Linked DNA regions of Danio rerio: region 2 is linked to region 1. A link is a contact called in public HiCAR-type data. All regions are on one chromosome and are shown on one strand. The core of a region is the stretch at or near the end of the contact, and the rest is flanking DNA. Distances in the headings are between cores, read along the strand shown.

Region 1 (4,998 bases), core at 1,034-3,533:
TTGTGATATTTTAAGGAAAAGTCGTTTTAAGGATTTTTATAAATAGCCTAATAGTAATAGTAAAGATAGCTATTTTAAGTCTTGATTATATAAATACAGTGGTAAAATAGGGATTCCTTTAATGCATAATTGCACAACATTAATATATAAGGCCATATTAATATTGTTACCTCTCATAGATTTTTAATATTTTGTTATATTTATATTTTTATATTTCATTTTTAACATTTTATCATAATGTTATGATTTTGTACTTGTAGCATACATAGTTAATACATTTATTTATACATGTCTGTGAAAATAAAATAGATTTGTGAAATTGTCTATTTACATTTACAATATGAAAATAATTGTCATCATTTCTGTTTTTTTTTTTTTTTTTTTTTTTTGGCATTTAAACAATTTAAAGCAGAATTGTTTGGGATGTAATCAGGATGTAATACATCATAGAGCTTATGCAATTGATTTCATTTTTCATTCAATTCTCTATTATGTCCAAAAGATGGCGCCATAGGCCAACGTGAGTCTTTGTTCCTTCTGTTACCAAATAGCTCAGATATTATCAAAGAGCCACACGTTTTGCCTCGCATTCAAAGCAGTGAATATTCTTGTTAGGTGTATTGCATAAAATCACTCAAGGAGGCTTATTTAATTTTCAACATATGTATTTCTGTAGAGTGATGATAGTATCTTTCTTTGAGCCTGTGAAGTTGTTGCCTGACCTGGATTTAGCAGTCATGTTTTTCCTCTTGATCTTTCAACAAATATACTTTGCGTTATGACGTAATGGCACGTCTATGGTCATATGATACATTGTGTGTGTGTGTATGATATATGATATATGACATCTTTCTATCATTCCCCGTGAGCAGTTTTAGTGCCACCGTTGGTTCTGAGATTTCAAGATGAATCAGCCTGAACTGTGAAAAAATATTTCAGTAATGCCAAAACAAGAAGAGAAATAGATCATACTTTGCATAAAGAAAATGTCGCTGAAATAAAGCAACTTTGATGAGTGAATTGTAGTTTTTAAGCATATTCTGTTAACATAAAAATGATATTTTTATTAAGTAATTTAAAAAAAAAAAAAAAAAAAAAATTATATATATATATATATATATATATATATATATATATATATATATATATATATATATATATATATATAGTTTTTTTTTTATTAAAAAAAACTTTAGTTCAAGTAACAATTCACACTGTTAACCGCTGGCTTATTACCAGTCTATAATTAAGATATTAACTGTTTATTGGCACTAATAAAGTATGATCTTATTCTACATCCCTAATCCTACCCAATAAACCCAACTAATACCTTACAAAATTATTTATAAGTAGCTAATTATTCGTTTATTGAGCTAAAAGTCTCAGTTAACAGTTTAATAGTGTAAATTGTATCTGAAAATGGGGCCCACAAGGAACCTGCACACCCAAAAATCTGCAGATTTCCACAAATTTATAGCCCATCATTGAGTCTATTTATTTAGTTGTGTGTTAATGTATATTTGTTAAGTTTTTTAATTAATTTCATTAATACTACTGACTAATATGAAAACGTTCACATGATTTACTTACAATACAGTTTGTAAAGTAATCATTTCGGTCTTTTAGTAAATATACGGTATATGAGAGACTTGCTTTGTTTACCAAATAAGTGGATCTAATTGGATTTGCATTGTAAACAGTCAATAAAAGTTTCAAATGTATTATTTTAATTTAACATAGGTTTGTAGTTAAGATTTACCCAAAATCCTTCCACATAAATCCACAGATTTTTCACAGTATTCTGCGCAAAAAAATGTCTGCCGATTCTGTCTGGCAATACTTAAAATAAAGTGAAACCAAAAAAAAGTTGAGATCAAACAATAATTGTCAGACTCTGACCCCTGCAGTAATAGATCAAACTATATACAAACATTGTTAGTATATAAATAAAAATCATCATATAACAGATGTTTTAATTATAATGATTAAAAAACAATATAATTGTTTTAATTTAATAGCAATAATGATTTAATTGTACTTATCTAAAAATATTGTTAGAGCATAAAAACTACAGTGACTCTTAATGTGATTTACTTTATGCAAAATAAACCCTTGTTTTCCCCTTTATCTTAATGGGAGTTATAACCTGGACATCTTGTCCTTACCTCTGAACTCATTTACTGTGGAAAAAAAAGATCTTCTTTGACTCATTTTGAGGTAAACATCGATGACTCGTTTTGATTACGTGATCTTGGTTTACTTCTCACTATTGACCAGTAGAGGGTGAAGGGTACAATTATCTCAAGAATACCTAATGTTAATTCAATCCCACTCTTGTGAAGTCATTCCTTCCTAATGCAGCTGTCAGTTCGTCAGGAATATGGAAAAAGGATACATAAAACCGATGAAAATGTTCTATATAAATTTATGGAGTTGTAAGTTTTTACTGGTCTCTTAATGAATGACAGGTGACCTTATAGGAGCTGCAGAAAGCTGCTAGTTGCTGAGATAAAGGTCTTTGGGAAGTTTTGGTGATTCGTTTCTGATGGCTGTGTTGTCCGGTGTCGTGTGAGCCACAGATCAGGCTTAACGTCTCCCTTTGTGTCTCTCAGTGGGAGACGGGAGCACGTGTCCTCTACCCCCTCACTGGAAAGTCAGTTGTTATAACTTCAACCAGCAGGCACTTTTATGGACCCTTGAACCAGTCCGCTGACCACTATTTTATTTTAAGTTGTAAGATATTATAGTTTGCGCCCTCTTGCTTTCAGCACCATCTCATGTTTCTGTTAAAATTGAAAGTAATGGATTTGTACTGTGTGTGTGTGTGTGTGTGTGTGTGTGTATATGTGTGTGTGTGTGTGTGTGTGTTTGTGTGCATGCATATTAAAAATTAAATAAAAATGCTAAATTAATTTGTGTTGGGACAACATAAATTAAGTAAACTTATTAGATTATTTACAAATTTAAGTGGATTAAACATAAAATGATTTATTGTTTTAGCTCATTTGAAATAAGTAGTTTGAACAAACAGCTAACATCATTATTACAGCGCACATAAAGTAGGAAAAAAATTATTTAGGCCTTATTTGTAACTTATTGTAAAATTATTCAGTTATTTTATTACTTTTAAAGATGCACATGACCTGTCTAGTCATCTCAACTTACATCAACTCAACATTAATCAATATTAAGTTAAACTTTGCATAACTTAAAACAAAACATTCAGTTGAAACCTGATTAACTTATTACAATATGTTAAATCAGTATAAAATTATTTGTTGTCTTGACGTTAATTAAATGAGGTTTTATAGTTAACTAAAACTTGATGCTTGAAATACTGAAACATTTCAGTTGCCAGAGGTATTTCTGATTTAAGCTTAAATTTATGTGCTAAAATAATATATAAATATTTTAGTATGTTTCCAAAACAAAATATTATCATCATACACCGTGTTCAAATTAGTTATTATGCCCTTACTTTATATTATTTTTATATAGTTGCATTAGAGTTTATTATTGAATATTCATATGACTGTACTTTATGGACTACTATGGTGTGACCAATGTTTACACTTAAACATGGTAATATCACTCCATCATGTTCTAAATAGACTATTACATTACAATATATACTTTGATAGGCATGTATAATATATTGTAATAAGATTGAACAATACATCTGTTGAGCATTGATTGTGTGTATCCACAATAGTCACATAGTCAGGATCGCAGGAACTATTAATCACAAAAAAAATTGAAACAAATCAACAGACAATGCCCATTTTCACAACAGAATGCTAACGAAAGACAGACTAAATTATATATATATATATATATATATATATATATATATATATATATATATATACATACATAAAATAAATATAATAAATTAATAATAGGAATAATAATGATACGTAAATAAATGAACAAAATGAGTATATATAAAGATAAAATTATAATAAAATAAAACACATAAATTCAATTATGCCATACCATAACTCAAAATACAGCTTTGAAGAAACATCATTAAAATCCAAGTAACTTAATGAAAAGCCTCAGTGGACGTATGAATGACACAGTTCAGGAATTCTAAGGAAAAATTTTCCTAATAATATTGTGCCACCCTTTGCTAGGATAGTGGTTTGTTACTGATCCAGTTTATCAGTATTTTTCCTGGCAGCAAACGCTAAAATGTCAAATAAGCGATTAATGAATTTTTCAGACAAATGTCCAACCGGGAGACCTAAAATCAAAGACAATGTAGCTGAGGTCCAAGCATACGGCTCATAAAAGTAACAACTTTTGACCAATAAGCTCTAATAAATATCTTTTTATAATTATTTATATAATGATGACCATGCTATTTTACATTTGATTGTTCCATTTATGCACTTGAATACTCCACAGAAAACCATAACACGCTGTTTATTTGACTTTACTTTTGCTCTGCAAAAAAAAAAATCATCTTAGTCAATCTAAATATGTCAAATATATGAAATATTTACAAAAGAGCTATTAATATTCAAATCATCTGGTGAAATTATATTCATATCGCAATATATATCGCAGCAAAACAAAATATCGCAATGTCATATTTTTCCAATATCATGCAGCCCTATATTGCACAGCATTAATATGTATTATGTACTACAGTATTTACATGATGCACTCTAAGGTGTGTTGTTGAATACTGTTGTGTTACTCTAGTAATACCAAAACCCTAGTAATTGCCCAAAACAAAGAATATTGTAGTATTTCATTGCATAAGACATTACCACACATTACCACACACAAATCAACAAATTTGAGCATTAAAACATGATGGCATTGCATTTCAATGTGGACATTTGAATGAAAGCTATAATTTTGCCAATCCTTAATACAAGTGGGTTTGTGTGTGTGTGTGTGTGTGTGTGTGTGTGTTTGTGTGTGTGTGTGTGTGTGTGTGTGTGTGTGTGTGTGTGTGTGTGTGTGTGTGTGTGTGTGTGTGTGTGT
Region 2 (4,998 bases), core at 805-3,304, 46 kb before region 1:
ACCCGGCAAGTTTGGACGGGGTGTTTTTTTTTCTTTTTTTTGCCTTTCCAAAACCTAAAACTCAAGGGAAGAAATGCCAGCATGGATCAAGCTCTGTGAGGGGCACTTAAAGAGTGGGGTTAAGTTGGATTTGTTTTGATATTCCTGACACATTCAGTGATAGACATCAATAACTCACACACCTTTTTAACTCAAACATCTTTTTTTTTTCTTTTTTTTTCGCTTCATATTCTGAGCACTGCTCTGTTTTAAGCCAGGGGTGTTCAAACTCAGTCCTGGAGGGGTGGTCTCCTGCTGAGTTTATCTTCAACACACTTGCCAGGAAGTTTCTAGTATATCTATTAAGAGATTGATTCAGGTGTGTTTGATTAGGGTTGGAGCTAAACTCTCCAGGACACCGGCCCTCAGGGATCGAGTTTGGACACCCCTGGTTTAAGCCCTCGTAATAGCTGTAAGAGCAAGCACAGTCCAGTCATTTTTTTCATCTGTTTCAAGCTATAAATATTTGAAATTACATATCAACAGGATGTGATCACAAACTGAGCACTTCGGATCACCTGCAGCTATTTCTCAGTAATGTATAACCCCCATGTCAAAGCTACAATTCACCAACGTTTTCAGCGACTAGAAATTTAGTCACTGGTCACATTGTTATAGTGGGTTAGTGTCTGCTTTTATATGTGGTGTCGGATTAATATTTACTGGTAGGGAAAATCTATTTGTTCACATCTGCTATTTATACCTTGATTTGCAATTCAATTGAATAATTTTTTCCACTTAACTGCAAATAAGAATAGAAAAAGTATAAAAAGCACAAAAACATACTGACAGTTATAGGTACTTTCCATTGCTATGGGTTCATTGATGCTTTATTTGGCACAAATCCATCAATTTCGGCTTTTTGGCTGTTCTTTCTATAAATGAATTATGTGGAAACACTGTCCATGCGTGTTTCCTCTTCGGTTAGTAACACTATATTTCTTTGCGCAATAATAGTCTATCAGGCTACCAATCTTCAGCCAATTGATCGGAGCATACCTATTATTAAATTAAATTCGATATAAAAAATAATATTTCAGTTACTGCACCTGAATACTGTCAGACTCGAAAAACAATAAACTTTTATTTCAATTGTATCTTTTTATTTTGTTTAGTTCCTTATATTTTATTTAGATGCACTTCTCTATAGAATCATCCAAACCTATCAAAAATTATAATTTTTTTTCCATATAGAGATATTCAAGTCATCTGGTGTAATTCTTATCGCAATATATATTGCAGAATAACAATATATCGCAATGTTAGAGTTTTTCCAATAATGTGCAGCCATACTTTAAAGACTACATTGTTTGGCTATCACATATATTTTGCTTTTCAATATTTCTCTATTTGTTTGACCCTTTAAATAACATAAAACAAAAAGAAAATAGTAAAAAAAAAATTTGTGTACATTTGGTTCCTGAAACCTCTCAAAGAACATTTGATTTTTAGTTTTAATGATAAACTGTTTGCAAAAGGTCAACCAGTATTTAAAATGACCGTTAAAGGGTTAAATTGATTTTCAAAGCTAAATGCATAAATTTGTTATCGAATGACTTCTCAAAATAAATCCTTATGTGATAATCACAAACCACTGTAAGGTTCACAACGTTTATTCAAAACCAATAAAACATTGAATCAACCATACATTTCTCCTCAAAATATAAATCCCACCAGGAGTTTATATTGCCCATGTAGTTTCATCTGATACATCTGGCAGACCTAACACTTCTCTTAGCAGACGCTGCCAGAAAACAATTCTTGGGTCTATTTAAACTTGTACATAAACACTCGTGGTCACTCTGCTGGTCGCCTTTCATAGTGCAGACACAATTTGACTGGTATCTTGGCCGTATATTGCCTCTGTTCGGAGTGTGGAGCAGCATGTAGCCTTCCGTTCTGGGCAAAGTAGGACAAAAGGTTTTGGCAATCAGAGAAGGCAGCAGCACCGGGCCTGCGGCCACCCACAATCCCTCAGGCTTTTCACATGACTGCAAGAGTAAGAGTGCTTTAGACAACAAGCTCGATTTTAATGGAAACGCAATGCTCATGCAAATGTAGCGGTCTGATCCGTAATTTATAGGGTTTGTGCACCCTGTCATCATTTACTCACCAACATGTTGTTCCAAACCGGTTTGGGTTTCCTCCATGAAACACAAAATATTTGAAAACAAGACTGTGCTGGAAAATAGGGAAAAAAATTGACATGGATATCAGCGTACTTCCCCTGTCGTTTTGATTACATTAAGAGGTGTAATCCTTTATTCTATTAAGAGTTGTCTAAAGTGTTATGTTTAATTATATGTATACAGCATAATTCTGTTTAACCTGCACTACGGCTGCATAATATTGAACAAATATATATAATTTTAATTTTGCCAAATATGATACGATCCAGGATTAACATCTATGTTGATTCTGGAACAAAGTTTTTGTTCGAAAATGTAACCCATACCTATTCCCTACCTCTAAACCCAGCCATAACTGTAAATTATTCCCAATATCAGAGGGGAATAATAGTTGAATAACAATCATGTAGAAGTGCATAAGCCTAAGCTTAACATAAACTGTAAATGTATTCCTTAATTTCTCATTGGCTGATTGGATTGTTGTACCAGCATCAACATAGATTTTGATCCAGGAACAAGTCCTACTTGGTGAAATCATGTCGGTTGATATTTTTTTCTGCAATTCTCTTAAATTGAATTGCTTTATTTGAAAAATGTATTCATTTAATAGTCTAATTGGCATTATTCTGGAAGATTATAGGGATTATTGTGTATTATTATTGGGAAGATAGGAGTAAAATGTTTTACCTCACGGTATATGCAGGTACAGAAATTTACTCAAATGTTAAATAACACCCACTGTATAGTCTTCATTGTATAAATAATTCAATAAATGCATCTTTGTTAGAGTTACAATCAGTAATTGATTCAGGCAATTTCATGTGCCTGAATACTTAGTCACAGGCTGTAAAAACACATACAATGGTAAACTTTCACTCCTTTTAGGTTAAACTCTTTAGTTACTGCAAAAATCTTATGTTCTGAACTGTGGCACCTAGTAAAATGTAATGGCAATATATAAACTTCCTGAGATGTGACTATTGCCGATGTACACATTGCGATATCGATGCTGAAATGATATATTGTGCAGCCCTAATATGTCAGGTTTAAAATTCTAGAATAAAACTATCAAGTTTGGAGTCTTTAAAAAAAATACCTCCCAATTGGAATCTACAGACACAAATTGATAGGTGTGCGACAAAAAAAGAACACTTAAGTAAATTTTTCTGTGATTTCTTAACATTAGATTAAACTTTATTAAAGCCCAGAATTTCAGAACTGCATGAACGGTTTTAACCCACAGTGTCTCATGTTATGATAATGTAGTAAAACGATAATCACGAGTAATAATGTTTACAAATTAAGCTTTTTCGACAGCATTTGTGGCCTTATTATATGTATTTAGTTTTTTAAAATCCATATTGGTAAGGAGGTTTCATTTCTTCAAATTTTTATACTTTGCATTGTACTTTTGGGATTGTCAGGACTGGAAGGTATAGGTCACCCAAAAAAAGAAAATTACCCTTCGTTTCTTTTCCCTCATGTGCTTTTAAACCTTTAAAAGTTTATTCTTTTGAACACAAAAGAAGATATTATGAAGAATGACAGTTGTTTGCTGGCATTGACTTCCATAGTGTATTACTATGAAAAATACCTATTTTTCGACATGAATAAAAGCTTTTAAGAAGTGAAGGGGAGGTTAAATAATGGCAAAATGTTATTTTTGGGCAAACTATTTCTTTTAAATGACAAAACAGCACTATAAAAGTATCTAAAGGTCTATAAAGCTCAAACCGCAACCAGACGTCTGTCCAGTAAAAGTCAAGTGTCATTTCTCGTTCTCTTCTGCTTGCAGGCCTCTTCTACTTTCTCGGCTCAATCGTAAACTTCAGCCAGGACCCAGAGGTGCATTTCAAATACATCCAGGCCGCATGCAAGACGGGCCAAATCAAAGAGGTGGAGCGCATCTGTCGGGAAAGCAACTGCTACAACCCTGAACGTGTCAAGAACTTTCTCAAGGTACTGCCAAGACTCTGTCAGTGCAACCAGACTAGAAATGATCCATAGCCAACCACAAAAAGCACATTATATTCTCTAGTTTCTCATCTGTTAAAACTCTTTCCATCTTTTCCCCTTCATTACATTTCCTGTTTTGTTCACTTCTACCGATCTGTCTTTTGTCATTTAAGTACAAGCCATTTGCCTTTTCAGATGCAAGTGGTTTTCTTTTTGGAAAAAACAATGTTTTTTTTTTTTTGTTTATTAGTCCCAAAAAGATTTTGGGTTTGGTGCAAGTTCCAGTAGGAATATTTGTGGTATTTTCAATTATCAGATTAAAATTAAACTTATTGCAAGTCACAACAAACTGTGTTTTAAAATGCAAGAAGTATGTATATAAACAAGCCACAACTAATACTGTTTACATATACTGTAAACCGCATTTGTGGCATAATGTTGTTTGTAAGACTTACACATGTTGTTGCTTTATTTTATTTTACAATTCATTTCAAATTTTAATTAAATCCATTTTATTAGTTGTATTAGTTTTTTTAATCAGCATTGGTGAGAATGTTTGTTTAATTTCTTCAAATTTCACCATTCAAATATACTGAAGTATACGTTTTACTGTAAAACAAACTTTTAAACCAATTTTCCTCGGACACAAATATGAGAAGTCTTATCCTTTGACCCTTATGTTGATTTCGGTTCATTGTTTTATCATCAATATCATGACATAAGATTGCGGATTTACAAAATCCAATACACACTAGATTCTCCTTTTAACAAATAACCCAATATAAATCAGGCAGCTGATTCTAGTGTATTTTTTCTAGTTTTTAGCATCTCACTTTCACTCTTTTGTCCTGATGGTGGTTGTTATTATCTCATC

The links. HiCAR-type assays count read pairs that join an accessible place to other places.
Region 2: a HiCAR-type map of caudal fin shows a contact between it and region 1, with 5 times the contacts expected there. The contact joins two enhancer-like sites. A contact is called at or near these places in 3 of 18 Hi-C or Micro-C datasets (caudal fin, hematopoietic stem cells and an unstated tissue) and 1 of 4 datasets of contacts at active chromatin or transcription factors (caudal fin).

What each region holds. Positions count from the first base shown.
Region 1 is chr10:33,203,911-33,208,908 of GRCz12tu, reverse strand. All of the region lies in intron 2 of LOC137496591 (a long non-coding RNA gene), which reads left to right. Among named protein-coding and RNA genes, the nearest start is that of ptrh2, 20 kb to the left of the region's middle. Within about 2 kb of position 2,283, at least 13 of the 62 cell types and tissues checked have an H3K27ac peak or open chromatin away from gene starts, as enhancers often do. A contact at or near this core is called in caudal fin, where this site is marked.
Region 2 is chr10:33,249,592-33,254,589 of GRCz12tu, reverse strand. It overlaps cltca (clathrin, heavy chain a (Hc)), which reads left to right. Exons shown (of 31, transcript NM_001005391.2): 14 at 3,964-4,127. Among named protein-coding and RNA genes, the nearest start is that of ptrh2, 26 kb to the right of the region's middle. Within about 2 kb of position 2,054, at least 2 of the 62 cell types and tissues checked have an H3K27ac peak or open chromatin away from gene starts, as enhancers often do. A contact at or near this core is called in caudal fin, where this site is marked.